Regions from separate parts of the Ovis aries genome. Here region 2 is linked to region 1. Evidence: chromatin contacts called from public Hi-C data. All regions are on one chromosome and are shown on one strand. The core of a region is the stretch at or near the end of the contact, and the rest is flanking DNA. Distances in the headings are between cores, read along the strand shown.

What was found. A called contact is a pair of places that touch in the nucleus more often than the background predicts.
Region 2: a contact with region 1 is called in a Hi-C map of hypothalamus, with 5 times the contacts expected there. The contact joins two enhancer-like sites. A contact is called at or near these places in 3 of 16 Hi-C or Micro-C datasets (hypothalamus, muscle and tail adipose tissue).

The regions. Positions count from the first base shown.
Region 1 is chr3:62,391,465-62,398,637 of ARS-UI_Ramb_v3.0, reverse strand. All of the region lies in intron 8 of SH3RF3 (SH3 domain containing ring finger 3), which reads right to left. Among named protein-coding and RNA genes, the nearest start is that of SOWAHC, 81 kb to the left of the region's middle. Within about 2 kb of position 2,592, at least 4 of the 54 cell types and tissues checked have an H3K27ac peak or open chromatin away from gene starts, as enhancers often do. A contact at or near this core is called in hypothalamus, where this site is marked.
Region 2 is chr3:62,531,803-62,538,975 of ARS-UI_Ramb_v3.0, reverse strand. No RefSeq gene overlaps it. Among named protein-coding and RNA genes, the nearest start is that of SOWAHC, 60 kb to the right of the region's middle. Within about 2 kb of position 2,560, at least 34 of the 54 cell types and tissues checked have an H3K27ac peak or open chromatin away from gene starts, as enhancers often do. A contact at or near this core is called in hypothalamus, where this site is marked.

The DNA.
Region 1 (7,173 bases), core at 1,343-3,842:
CAGGGCAAGTAGGCAAGGCCTCTTGGGAGGTTTCTTGGCAAAGCCACAGCCTTCCCAGGAGAGTAGGTCGCCAGGCCTACCACCAGGGCTGCCAGCCCTGTGTTGGGCTCCCACCACCTGCACCTGCCAACTGGGTGACAAGGACCACCGTAGGAATAGGGGCTCAATGGGCACAGCAGCCATGCCAGGCACAGCAGACAAAGGAACAGGCGAAGCCAGGCTGTCAAGGTCCATACCTAGGTCAGCACATCCGAGAAGAGCCCAGGGGGACATTATAAAGACAAACACTTATGCACTCACATACACACACACACACACACACACACACACACACACACACCCTGAGATAAAGTCGTAGCCTACTAGCAAAGAATCACCTGGAAACCAGTATATAAAAGAGATATACATTCATTACAGGAGAACCGTAAAACACGTTAAAAATAATAAAATGATAGCTTCTGTCCCTAGAGGGTTTGTTCCTTAGAATGTTAATGCAAAAGGAAATGGCCAAAGGAAAAAGAAATTTAAAGCTTAAATGAAGAACTGCTGCCAATTAAGTCAGTTAAAATTGTGGAAAATTATCTCTGAAATTAAAAGAAGTCAAAGAGAACAGAATATGATTTATAAAATGTGACATTAATTTTTTTAGGGAGTCAATTCATGTAATTAAACGAAGTAAACCTGAGTGCCACGTCTTCCTCATTAATCCACGGGGTTAGATGGCCCCACCTCTCTCACACAGATGTACCCTGTGTCCTGGCTTCTGTTCATAGGACATTTAAAGCTGCTGGTGGGCACACGCTGGATGCTGGGCAGGTGTGGTGGGCAGCACTGACATGGACATGGTTTGGTCTGCAAGGCTTAGCCCCGATCCCCTAGGAAAACCTCAACCTGCAGGACCAAACGCACTTGTGGGTAGGGCAGGCTCTTCCCACCACCTCCAAGCACAGGGCACAGACAGAGCCACACACGTGCACTCTGCCAGATGCCCAAAAGGACATTTCCACGAGCTGAGACAGGAGTTCAGGGTCATGGGTCAAGGGTCATGGACCATGTTCCGACTGCGTCCACCCTCAGTGGCCTGGGGGCATCGCTGCCATCGGGGAAGCGATCTAGTCCCCCAGACGGCCAATGTTGGCTCAGGAGAGCAGGTGCAGGAGGGGCTCAGTGGTACTTCATCTTATTACATATTTTGGAATTTTCTGACTTATTATGTCAAATGTTGTTTCTTCTTAATTTGAGAGGAAACATGATGAAAGCAAAACTTGTAAAAGTTGCTCTGCTCACAGGGTACTAGACACGATGTACCAGAAAGAACTTTTGCTGTTCCACGGATGGGAAGGGAGGTGGTTTTGGAGGAGTGGGGTTGGGGTGGCCCGAAAGCTGGGCTGGTTGCCAGCCAGCTGGGCAGGTCCAGGTGAGAAGCCAGGAGGTGGGGAGGCGGGTGGTGGGGCCTGTGAGAAGAGCAAAACAGTGGACAGCTCCTCGGGGGCCTGGTTGAGAGGCTGGAGTCGTTTGGTGGACACGGGGTGGTGCTGGAGGCAGGGCCAGCGGGATCGGAGGGGAGCTGGCAGTCTGCATACAGGATCCCAGCCACTCTCTGACCCCAACACTGCCTGTTCCATAACTGCTGGAGCAGCATGAGCGAGGGTGAGGGCGTTTGCTCTCCCTTCACCCTCCAGGCGTTACTGCCTTGCGCCTCAGGTCCTTACTCAGTGTTTGCTGACCCACCGGGCCTCCATCCAGTGTCCCGAGAACAATCACACGGTCAGGGCTGACTGGCCCAAACCTGCCTCAGGTCCTGGAGCTCCTGGGACCGAGCCCCACCTTCTCCTGCCAGCCTCAGGCTTCCCTGACACATGGCCCCCAGCACTACGGGTAACCACACACTGCAACAGTGTCCTGCGTACCCCGCTGTCCCAGAGGTACCCCATGTTCAGTGAGGGCCATGGTGTGATATGGACTGGCTAGCAGCCTCCATAGCAGGAAACCTGGGTGCTATGCTGAGCTCTAGCTCAGCAGGTCTGGGCGGGGGGCTGGGTTACCTCCCTGTGGCCCCTGGTCCACCAGACGAGCAAGTGCTGACATCCGCCACTCCTCACCGTCACAGCCTCCCAGGGCCAGGACTGGGTGGCCCAAACCCCTGGGGTGTCAGCACCCTGTGAGGGCCCTGAACTCAGGATTGGACCCTAGTGGTCCCACCTCTGCTGTGTAGCCCAGGACTCTGTCATTGCACCAAGTGGTGTCACAAAGGCCAGCACAGGGAAGGAGGCACTGCGGCCAGGGTTCTATGAAGGCAGGAGACCTGTGCACATGCGCCTGCCCCAAGGGCCCCAGGGTGCAAAGCCAGGCTGGGGCCCAACATGAGAGGGTGGGGGCAAGGGCCACGCCACCTGGCACTCCTCCCAGCAGGTGCCCCTGGGCCTCGTTTCCTCACCTGTGGAGTGGGGGTGACGACAGTCCCTGCTCGGGAGAGCTGCCTGGGGACCGGATGAAATAAGACATGCCAGACATTTGCCTGCTGTCCCTAGCACCCTCTTGTCACCATGGTTACCAGAGCTGGCTGGAGACTTCTTTCTGAGGCCACCAGTCTACCCAGTGACACACGGGTGTCTCTCCACGGCTGCATCTCACTGTCTGGGCACGGAAGTGCCACGCTCAGCCAGAGGAACAGTGCCAGGACCTCGTCTCTTCAGACAGCAGTCCTCACAGGATGCGAGTGTTCACGCTGTGCTTCCCACAGGCTGTGATGACATGTGTGGCAGAGGGGGCCTCTTCCCTGTGCTGAGCTGCAGGGGCTGTGAGCAGAGCCAGAACAGGAAGGAGAAGGCCTGAATGTCTTTCCCCAACAGGAGTGTAACCTGCTGGGCCATGAAGGGCCTCACGGCTCTGAACAGAGGTGCTTCCTGGGTTCTCTGAAGCCCCTGGACTTGCCAGGCTGGGTGCAGGTAGCTTCTCAAAGCAAGTCACGCCCTTCACCAGGGATAAGAGGCTATGGTTTAATTCAGCTGAGAAACGACAAGGTGAAGGGCGGTGGCTATGAAGCTCTGACCAGCTGCCCCACGTCCTGTGAGGTGAGGCTCCCCGACTGACAGCGCAGGACTGCTCAGGTGTCAGGCTCCCAGGGTCTGCCCGTCCCTCCCCTCCAGCAGCCCGAGGCAGATGCTGGCGATGGCCTTCTGCACCCAGGGCTACACTGCATCCCAATCACCCCCACCCTTGGTTCTGCAACCTGGGGGCTGACATGACCAGCTTGGAGCAGCTCTGGGAAGCTGGGGCATGATGACTCCATAGTATGTGTCTCCCCAGGGGACGAGGAGATGGAGACAGAATGACCCAGAAGCCCTTGGAGAGCTATGGAGAGGGACTCGGGGAGGGGTGCTGCCCTCCCTGGTGCCAAAATGGGCCAGCTGGGTGGGCCCTGGGAAGGCCACAGGGTTCTTTAGTCACGAGTGAGGGCAGGGCCTCATGGGTCAGAACTAAGGTACTTCCTGGGCTCTGGGAAGTCCTGCAATTTCCAGGCTGGGGCCCCACACCCACTATCCCAAGGAGCAGCTGGGAGTCTGGCACCCATGGGTCGACTAGTACATATTCTAGGCCAAGCCCCCTGGATCTGTGTCTCTGAACACCCGCAGGCTCTGAAAACTGCCATCCTGCCAGCCTCACTTTATTCATCCCGAGTGGGAGCCACACCCCAAATCTAGGGTGATGAGTCCAAACAGAGGCAAGGAAGGTTCCTCTAGAAATCCAGGGGAGCCCCACCCAGGACCGCATCTCTGCGGACTGACCCGAGCAAGCGGGCTGCTCCAGGGGTGGGGACGCAGTGCCCCCAGGAGAAGGGCGGCTGTGCTGGTGGGATTGGGCCGCACAGACAGTGGTTAGGAGTGAGGGGACTGTGTGTGCTGCCCCAAGTCCCATCTCACTGGCACGTGAAGTGAAAGTGAAAGTCGTTCAGTCAGGTTCGACTCTTTGCGATCCTGTGGACTATACAGTGTGGAATTCTTCAGGCCAGAATACTGGAGTGGGTAGCCGTTCCCTTCCCCAGGGGATCTTCCCAACCCAGGGACTGAACTCAGATCTCCCACAATGCAGGCAGATTCTTTACCATCTGAGCTACCAGGGAAGCCCTTTTATGATTTATATACATATATATAATACCATAACCTGTTTATGATTCTTTTTAAGAATCAGAAGACTCAGGAGGAGCCTCCACTAATGCCGAGAAGCAGGTGGGTAGAGGGCAGCTCCCAGAAGGGACTTCCCTGGGCAATGGCAGTGAGGCCAGGTGTGTGTACAGGGCAGAGCCTGTGGTCGGTCTGTTCAGACGCCGCTCTGTGTCCAGGGTCCTGCCTGGCCTCGCATTTAGCAAGCACCTGCTTTCCCATCTCCATGTGAAACTCCTTCCTCTTCTATGAATCCCAACCCCACCCCCTCCACCACCACCACCCTCCTCCTGCGGCCTGAGCAGAGATGGTGTTCAAGGTGAGGCCTCCCCCATTCTGGTGATTCACTTTTCCTGGGTCTCTCCCACGTGCACATGTTATTAAACTTCGATATCCTCCTATTGATACACCTCATTTAGTTCTTAAATCTGCCAGAAGGACCCAGAAGGGGAGAGAAATGTCTTCCCCCAACAGGAGACACCCCAGGAGAGAGCGGTCGCGGGTGAGCCCCAGTGGGAAGTGGGGTCCCAAGGCCTCCCAGAGTGGCTCCCTCAGGTTCTCTCTGGGCAGCGGGGCTGTTGGGGTGGGGGTGGTGGGCTGGGCAGCCCATCCCCGGTGAGCATTCCTTTCTGGGAGAGCTTGTTTCTCTCTCATCTGCTCTGTCCACCTGCACGCCTTCAGGTCTTCAGCCTCTGTATGTTATTTTCTACCCCCTCCCCTACATGGACCACTACTTGAATTTGTGCTGTAACCCAGCCCCATGGGCAGTGGTGCCTGCACCGGGGAAGTTCCCACAGGAGCCCAGCCCTGGAGCGGGGCCAGACCAGACCTCTGGGCGCTACCCTTGTCCCCAGGCAAGAAGCCACTGGGCAGGACACAGTGAGATGAGGGAGGGTTAAAACGCTGAGCTTTCACTGCATCATAGCTTTCCCTGGACTCAGCGCTCTGACCTTCTCCTTTCTCTTCTCACCCTGATGCAGGAAGGCCTGTTAACTTGGCAGGATTTATAGCTCAACACTAATGTCTTTAAGATTGCTTCCGAGGAGGTCAGGCCAGAGGGCAGATGGCAGAGGCGTGAAGTCAGAACAGCCCTCTGGCTCTAGGCTGTATCTGGGCTGCTCTCGGCTTCCTCCACCAGGACAACCTTGCTTTGAATGTACGTTTCCAATGGGCCTCTGCTTGTTTTCTATAGAACAAATGTGGGGCCACCACAAAATATTAGATTAAATGAAATGCATTCAGATGAAATCTCTGCAAAACCTGGTATCCTCCAGACAGGGTTCTGGAATGGAACAAGGAAGATCAAACACATCCTTATCTACTCAGGTGTGCCAAGTGCAGGTACTTCTGAAAAATTTTTTAAACAAACAGATGGGTAGAAACTACCTCATCCAACCAGAAAAACGGCGGCAGGACGGTCGCCACAGGGGAGGGGCTGGCCACACCGGAAGGGCTCTGCCAGCGGGATGCAGGATCTCGGAGGCTCAGGTAGGGATCTAAGCTGCTATTTCCACTAGCACTAACAACCAGGCCTGCCAGATCTCAGGGACACCGGAGTTGTCTTCCTGGACTCATGTCCTTCTTAGCACAGCTGTTTCCAGGCAATGTCAGGTGACACCACCTGGGCACCAGCTCGGAGTGGCCGGCCTCAGCCCTGCAGATCCCAGACCCTGGTCTGGCTGCTCCTCCCTGAGAAGGGCCTGACTGGGCTCTTCTGCTCCTAAACTCTAAAGAGCTGCCACCACATGCACATGGCTGCTTGTCATCATCACACTAGAATGATTAGGAAAGGATAGATATTTGGAAGAACTCAAGGTGTCAGGACCCCAGTGAACTCAGGTCACCAGGAGCCCCTCCTGGCTCCTCTCGGAGCTGCTGATCTAACAGGGAGGAAGTGGCCACCTCGCAGACGGAGGGAGGGCCTCAGAGTCCACCTCGCAAGCAATCCTGGCAGGAGGATGTGGGAAAAGTTTAACTAGAGCTGCTCACGCCAAAGGGCAGGGAGGGCTGCCTATGGGTTGTGGGTAAGTTTATCTTCCACGACTTGACTCCTGGGGCCGTTTCTACTACGGGTGCCGAAAGCGGAGGCCCTGGACCCTCTCCCAGCGTGTGCCCTGGGGCAAGGACTCAGCCCAGCACAGAGAGGGGCCACAAAGCCCACATCTCTCCCTGGGATGGACTTTGTTGTTCCCCAGTCTTGCCTCAGTGGCAGTGTTTTCTTGCCATCGGCACAGAGGAGGGAGGTGCCAGTGTCCTTCACAAACTACGAGTGTCTCTCTGGCTGGAAGGCAGGCTTCTCTGCACAGGAGGCTGAGGAGCCGCCTGCAGCTTCCCTGCGTATCTCCCTGCTGCCCTTCGATGGGCCCTGCCTCCGGGTTCCAGGGCGACCTATGGAGCACCCACTTGTTCAGCTCTGAGCCGGGGCACAAGCCAGGGCTCACCACCAAGCAAGCGCGCACCAAGATTCTGCTGTCAGTGGGTCAAAGAGCACATGGGTGGCTGAGGGCAGCCCAGGTGTGCAGTGAGGAAAAGGGTGAGTTCTGGAAAGCAAGGCTTGATGACGTGCTGCCAGGATTTCTGGTCACGGGGGAGTCGGTCTCTGGGGAGGGGGCCCTGTAGGGGTGTGAGTGTGTGAGGCACACTGCCGAGGGTTCTGGGTCCTGCAGAGCCCCCCGTCAGACTCCTCCTTCACTGATGAGCAGGGGAGCTCATTTTCATTCTGTGATGAGGTCCTTGGACCCTCTGGTGGGGGTGCTGTCAGCCTGCTGAGATGGGTCCTTCCACCCCAGGGGGGCTCTGATCCACTGACCAGAAGCAGTTCTGGGCTTGCCCACTGCCCGGACGGGCTGGTGTGACAGCCACCAACAGAAGCGGTGTCACCCAGGCTGTGTCCTTTTCCCACCATGGCTCTAATGACGCTCTGCTGCAGTGTGGCCTGGCACCTCCTCCCTTTACTGCTCTGCTGTCCCTGGTGCCATGCACCAGACATGCCCGTCCCCCCGACAGCCGC
Region 2 (7,173 bases), core at 1,311-3,810, 140 kb before region 1:
GGCTGTTCCAAACACCCCAGAACCCAGCACCCAGGCCCCAGCCTAACAAGCCTCCAGGACCCATCACATTGGTGGCTGATCTTCTTGGGGGCTGTTCTTCTGCCACTGGCCAGCCCGTCACAGCTGCCCATGGGCTTTCAGCTGCCCCCACTCACAGCCTGAGCAGAGCACCAAGCACACAATGAGGGCTTGGTGAGATTAAAAATCATGCCCGGTTCCTGAGGGTATGGGAGACATACTGCATGTAAGCTGGTGTGACCTCGACAAAGGCAATTCAGCAGTAATTGCCGAAGTTTGAAATACACACATCCTAAGACCCAGGAGTTCTCATAAGTGATTATCCTAGAGTTTTACTGCTGCAAGTACAACACTTTGCTTTAAAAACCTACTCATTGTAACGTCATGTGCCCTTGCAGGCTTATCATTGATTCGGGCAATTGTCCATCCTCTGTCGCTCAGTTGTGTCCAACTCCATATGACTGTAAGACCCATCCACCCTGTAAGACCCCATGGACTGTAGCCCACCAGGCTCCTCTGTTTATGGGGCTTCCCAGGCAAGAATACTGGAGTGGGTTGCAATTTCCTCCTCCAGGGGATCTTCCAGACCCAGAGATCAAACCCACATCTACAGCGTCACGTGCATTGCAGATTCTTTACCGCTGAGCATATCAGTGGTTACCTGGTGGAATAAATCACAAGCCCTCTGCATGTTAACTCAGATGTTAACAAGAAAGCGACAAGGCTGGTACACTGGTACAGGAAAGGTTGGCGGATGTCTGGCAGGTGACAGTAGCCGTGAGCGCAGCACAGTGCCACCTGTGTGAAAACGTATGTTCACAGAAGTCCGTAAACATAGACCGTTTCTCACAGGACTCCCAAGAAGCCTGGCAGTGGTTGCCTGAGGTAATTAGATAGAAAGGCCAAAGACAGAGGAAAACTCGCTTTTCTCTTTCTTCACAGAATCTTAACTTTACTATTTTGTTCGTATGTATAGTTACTTATTCCCAAAAAATAAAATAATATTAGAAGGATGTATAGTTTTGTCTCTATAAACTTGGAGGACGTGAAAGGGTTACTGAATTTAACCCCCGTGGGCCTTGCACTTGTTCCCTAAGGGTCACAGAGAAGAACACGAGGCGGTCTCCTCTCAGAGGGAAACGGCCAGTGTGGCCCCCAGCAGGTCCTCCAGGGGTCAAGAAGTGGACAGGAGCCAGAGGGCCCTGGGGGTGGCCTGGCCACCTCAGGGGGACCCCAGCCCCGAGTTCTGCCCCAGAAGCAGTGCGTTTATTGCTCAATCTGCCAGTACTTTTGGAGGATAGTCACTGACTGGAGGGCTCAAGGACACAGAGGTGAGCAGGCCCACATTCCGGGAGCGATGATGTTGACTCTGCCAGGTCAGGCTGGGCCGCTCCCAGTCATGACACAGCTGAGGGAAGGGCCGCCCGGGCTGCTGGCTCGTGAGTCACAGCCTGACCCTCCCTGTGGCCGGGGCTCTGGGCCACCCCCACCCACAGTGCTGCCTGTGGCCCTGCAGGCTGTCTGGCCCCGTCTTCCCTCCACCCCTCCCCCGGCCCAGGCCCCGAACCTGTCACCCACCCCCCTTCCTGCCTCCTCAGCAAGGTACCCTCCCGCCCAGCTCCCCCAGCTCAGGGCTTTGTTCTAAGGGTCACACAGTTTGACCTCTAACCACTCCTGCACTCTCCTCAAGTAAGTCCTCTTTCCATGGAGGGTGGGGACTACATTACTCCATGGCAGCGTCCTGTCCAGCACCTTCCAGACTCCTACTTAGGATCTTTCCAACAATTGAATGACTTAATCCCTCCTTCCTGGTCCCCCGTCAGGCTTGGTCCTCCCCAAGCCCATTCTCTGGGCCACACTGACAGGGATATTTAAAGAGAAAGAGCTGTTTCCTTCCACTGAACTAAGAAAATAGAGGATAGGCTGGTCTATCCTTGCCACCATCCTTAGAGGAGAGTCAGCCGAGGAAACGAGCTGGCCCAGGCTCTTCCGACAGGGACCAGCCCCTGCCCTGCAGGTCAGCATCCCAAGGATGGTAACGACCATTCTCCACCTGACGGTGACAGTCCCCCTCACATCACACAGGCACGGGTCCCCCGCCCAGAGCTGTGTTTCTGGGATGCTGGCTTTTCCTGTCCCTGGGGTTCCTTTGTGTGCCGCCCTCCCCCCTGTGTCTGCAGGCATCACATACCCATTTCAGCCTTCAGGGGGTCTCAGGTCTAGGAGCCAAGCCTACCTCTTTCCCAAGACGGGAGAGCCCAGTGCTCCCCCCGCCCCCATACACACAACCCACACCGGCCACACGGGGTCAGGCTTGGTCATACCACGGTCAGGCCTTCAGTCCCCTCTGGTTTTTCTTCCTGAAAGTCTGTGCTTCTCCAGTTCCCAGTAAAGTGCAAACATCATCTCCCCATTCCCCCATGCACACATGCACAACACACACACACATGCACACGCGGAGCACACATACCATCTCTTCTGATGAGGAAATGAGATCATCATATCCAGATCCTGGGTCCACAGCTGCCCCAGGCCGCTCTGTGGCAGCACTTTGTGGACAGCTCCCACAGGGACATAAACAGGCTTTGCTCAGCCCTGACAGTAGCCCAGGACCAGAGGCACAGTCCACCTTCTGTTTTCCCCATCTTTGCTCAGCTTTTGGCTTGAAAGGCTGTGAGGCGGCCCTGGATCCCCATTCATATCAGTTTCCTGACGTTAGCACAGTCTCTTAACCCCATCCCCGCTCTCAAATTTGCTCCAGACCAATGAAATCAGGATCTCTGGATGTGGGACTCAGAAATCGTGGGATTTTGTTTTCTCCTGTTTTCTTCACAGCTACAAAGTGGGTGTAACTTTCAGCTGCTGTAACTGAGAACCACTGTCTGCTAGTAATTAGCTGTGTCAGGTTAGGACGCTCAGGGCTGCGACAAACAAGAAACCCCAGTTTAAACAGAAAGAAATGTCCTCTGTCCTCTAACAACAAGTCAAAGGTGAGGCGATATAACACCCTGACGTGTTGGCATCACCCACTCTGTGCTCACCTCGTCAGCCTGTCCCTGGCTCCCGGCAGCACATCCTCACATGGACAACTTTACAGGGTGCGGCCTCCTCACCTCCCTTCTGGAAGTCAACTCTCTGGACTTGTCACACGTTCTTGGATCCTTTTCATAGCTGAGTCATATTGCATTGTGTGTGTGTGTGTGTGTGTGTGTGTGTGTGTACGCAATATATATACACCACACCTTCTTTATTCATTCCTCTGTGATGGCTGTTTAGGTTGCTTCCATGTCCTGCCTGCAGTGAACCCTGGGGTGCACAGGTCCTATCAAACCATATTTTTCTCCAGACACAGGCCCAGGAGTGGGATTGTTGGCTCGTACGGTAGCTCTGTTTTTAGCTCTTTAAGGAAGCTCCATCCAGTTCTCCACAGTCACTGACTCACTTCAGTCGCTCAGTCGTGTCCGACTCTGCAACCCCATGGACTGTGCACACCAGGCCTCCTTGTCCATCACCAGCTCCCAGAGCTTACTCAAACTCATGTCCATTGAGTCAATGATGCTATCCAACCATCTCATCCTCTGTCGTCCCCTTCTCTTTCTGCCTTCAATCTTTCCCAGCATTAGAGTCTTTTCCAATAAGTCAGTTCTTCGCATCAGATGGCCAAAGTTTTGGAGCTTCAGATTCAGCATCAGTCCTTCCAGTGAATATTCAGGACTGATTTCCTCTAGGATGGACTGGTTGGATCTCCTTGCTGTCCAAGGAACTCCACAGTTCTCCACAGTAGCGTCACTAATTTACATTCCCACCAAGAGCACAGGAGGGTTCCCTTCTCTCCACAGCCTGGATGTGTATAGTTTAATTTTCATAACTCTTACCAAAATGCCCTCCAGAAATGTGTCCCACGTTACTCTCCCAAAGGCATATGAGAAACCCTGTCTCCTACACCTCCACCAACAGCAGGTCGTCATCCTTTGAGGTGCCTGTTGAGCTAAAACATGAAAAATCATCTCACTGCTATGATTTGTGTTTCCTCCATCACGATCCTGATAAGAGTAATGTTTCAAGTGTTGTGTAGATAATAAGCACAGCACCCTCCATTTGCTGCCTGGGTGGGGGCCGGGGGAGGGCAAAGAAGACCAGTTCCTATAAAGGCAGAGAGGCCCACTGCAGGCTGCCCACCATGGTCTGACACTCCGGTGTCCTATGGATGGAGTTGGGAAGACCACCACCAGGACGATGTTTGGGTTGCCAGAAAAGGTGGGAAATCTACCCAGGGTGGGCAGTCTCCTGCTGGGCACCAGGTCTACCCAGAGACACCCAGTTCCCCCTCCAGTCTCTGTCCTGAACTGATGCCCACTGTGAGGTCTTCAGTGGGTTCCAGGGACCTTCCTCAGTCCTCAGACTGCCCAGGGAGGAGGACAGGTGGTGGTGGGGCTGGCCGATGATTCTTTCTTCCTGGACCAAGTACTGCTCTGAGCACAAATGGTGAGACAGAAATCGACACGATACAGTGGGAGCCCTGGGGAAGGCAGCCAGCCCTGGGAAAGCCGCCAAAGGTCGGAGAAAGATCCAGGCCGAGGGGAATTTAGGGCTTACTCCAACCTCTGATGAGGTTCTAGAAACAGCCTCCTCTTCCCAGCACTATAAGCGCCACAAAGCAGTCCCTGGGCCACCCACCCCACAAGTCCTGGGCCAGCACACAGCAGGAACAGTCAGTGCTAGCACAATACAAGAAAGGGCTGAGGGCAGGGACCACCACAGTGAAGAGCCCCTTTCCCAGAATGCTGGCCTCTCCGTGGTGAGTGGTTGTGGCCAGGCAGGCAGCTGGTCCAAGGGCAGGGACCACACTGCCTGGGAGCAACCCTGCTTTTCTGGGTCCTCACTCTTGAGACTGGGGACAAGTTACAGCCATCTGCCAGTTTCCCATCTGTGAAGGGGGATAAACTGGACATCTGAGGTCAGGGGAAGGGGCAATCCACTATATTACATGAAGTGCTTGCAACAGTGTGACCCTCGTAACAGTCCATCAATTTCCTGTCATCACATGAGCCGCCGACCCCACCGGCCCACCTGTTCCCTCTGCCATTGACTCCAGGAAACCCCCTTGGGGTCTTCAACCTCCCTTGGAGGGTGGTCAGATCTGCCAAGTAACAGTACAGAGCAGACAGTCTAAGAGCATCTCAGGCATACCATACTAAAATATTGTTCACTGCTTATCTGAAATCCAGCTTTAACTGGGCATCCTGTACTTTATGCAGCAACCTGACTGCTGGACATGTTGTCAGAAGCCCCCTTCTCCCCTACAGGAAACTGTAAAGTTATTACAGTACTTTGGAGTATTTTCAAAACATCATCTCACTATTCACAGTAATGTGTTTATTCTTTTCCAAAGAATGTTCTTTGCACCAGAACTGTTTCCAAAACTGGTCTGATTTAAAGATAAGGCTAGAATCCTGGACCCTCCAGACCAACCAGTCAGCGTCTCCAGGAGACAGCCCTGGGGGCGTGTTTTTGGCAAGCATCTCAGAGATCCTGAGACACAGGACAGGTAGGCCTGGGAAACACTGGGCTGAAGTGGATGGAAAGAGTGTGGAAGAGTAAGAGCTCGTGAACTTCTGATGGCAAAGTGAACGATGATGCCTCCCTAGTGAAGCAGACCACAGCTGTGCAAGCCTCCCCAAGGCCACAGCTGAGCACACTGGGATCCCTGCGGCCACTCAGCTGCCCTGGCTGTGACTCTCCAGGTTGGCCTCTATGAATCCCAGAGTTTCAGTGCTTCATCTTTCAAAATCATCACAGTCCTTGACTTCCTCCCCCTCTTTTAAAGATTTTTTTCTGGTGGGGACCACTTTTAAAGTCTTTACTGAATTTGTTACAACACCGCTTCTGTTTTATGCATTTTGATTTTGTAGCCTGGAGGCAAGTGGGATTTTAGCTCCTCAACCAAGGATTAAGGTGAAGTCTTAACCACTGCATCACCAGGGAAGTCCCCCACTCCACTGCACCCAGATTGTTCCTAATTCGTTATTACTGTGCCATCTGGTACCTGTCTTCTGGTGAGTGTACTGAAGGGTGAAGACCTGATGCCCCACTAACACCATTTTGACATAATGACTCTTTGGAACTGAAGGCATTTGAGAAATAGCAAGTGTGGGAAAGTCTCTCTGACCCCTTTTGAGATAAAAACAAGTCACAAAATTTCCCATGAGAAGGACAACCTCTCTATACCAGGAAGAAATATCCTTATCACCAACAACCGGGAGTCCACACCAAAACAGGCTATGAGAAAGAGACTCCTAAATCAGCCGGGTGGGTTCCCAGGTATTTCCTGGTCCCTGTCTCACAACCCACCACTCCTAGAAGCTTAAATCTTTTCCTGTCTTTTTGCTTCACGAACTTACTGTTTTGTTAAGAGAGTATCAGTTTGGTTCAGTTCACTCACTCAGTTGTGTCTGACTCTTTACGACCCCATAGATTGCAGCATGACATGCTTCCCTGTCCATCACCAACTTCCAGAGCTTGCTCAAATTCATGTCCATCGAATCGGTGATGCCATCCAACCATCTCATCTTCTGTCGTCCCCTTCTTCTCCTGCCTTAAATCTTTCCCAGCATCAGGGTCTTTTCTAATGAGTCAGTTCTTCATATCAGGTGGCCAAAGTAATGGAGCTTCAGTCTCAGCATCAGTCTTTCCAATGAATATTCAGGACTGATCTCCTTTAGAATTTACTGGTTTGATCTCGTCCAAGGGATTCTCAAGAGTCTCCAACACCACAGTTCAAAAGCAGTAATTCTTCAACACTCAGCTTTCTTTATGGTCCAACTTTCACATCCTTACATGACTATTGGAAAAACCATAGCTTTGACTAGACAGACCTTTGTTGGGAAAGTAACGTCTCTGCTTTTTAATATGCTGTCTAGGTTTGTCATAGCTGTTTTTCCAAGGAGTAAGTGTCTTTTAATTTCATTTAAGAGAGTATAGAGGGATAAAAGATAGCTCAGTCTTACCTGCTTTTTTGGCTCTTGTTTTTCCTTTTTTCTAATTGTATTTATTTTGGGGCTTCCCTGGGTCTTCATTGTTCTGGTTTTGGGTTCTCATTGTGGTGGCTTCTCTTGCTGCAGAGCATGGGCTCTTGGCTCATAGGTTGTAGTAGCT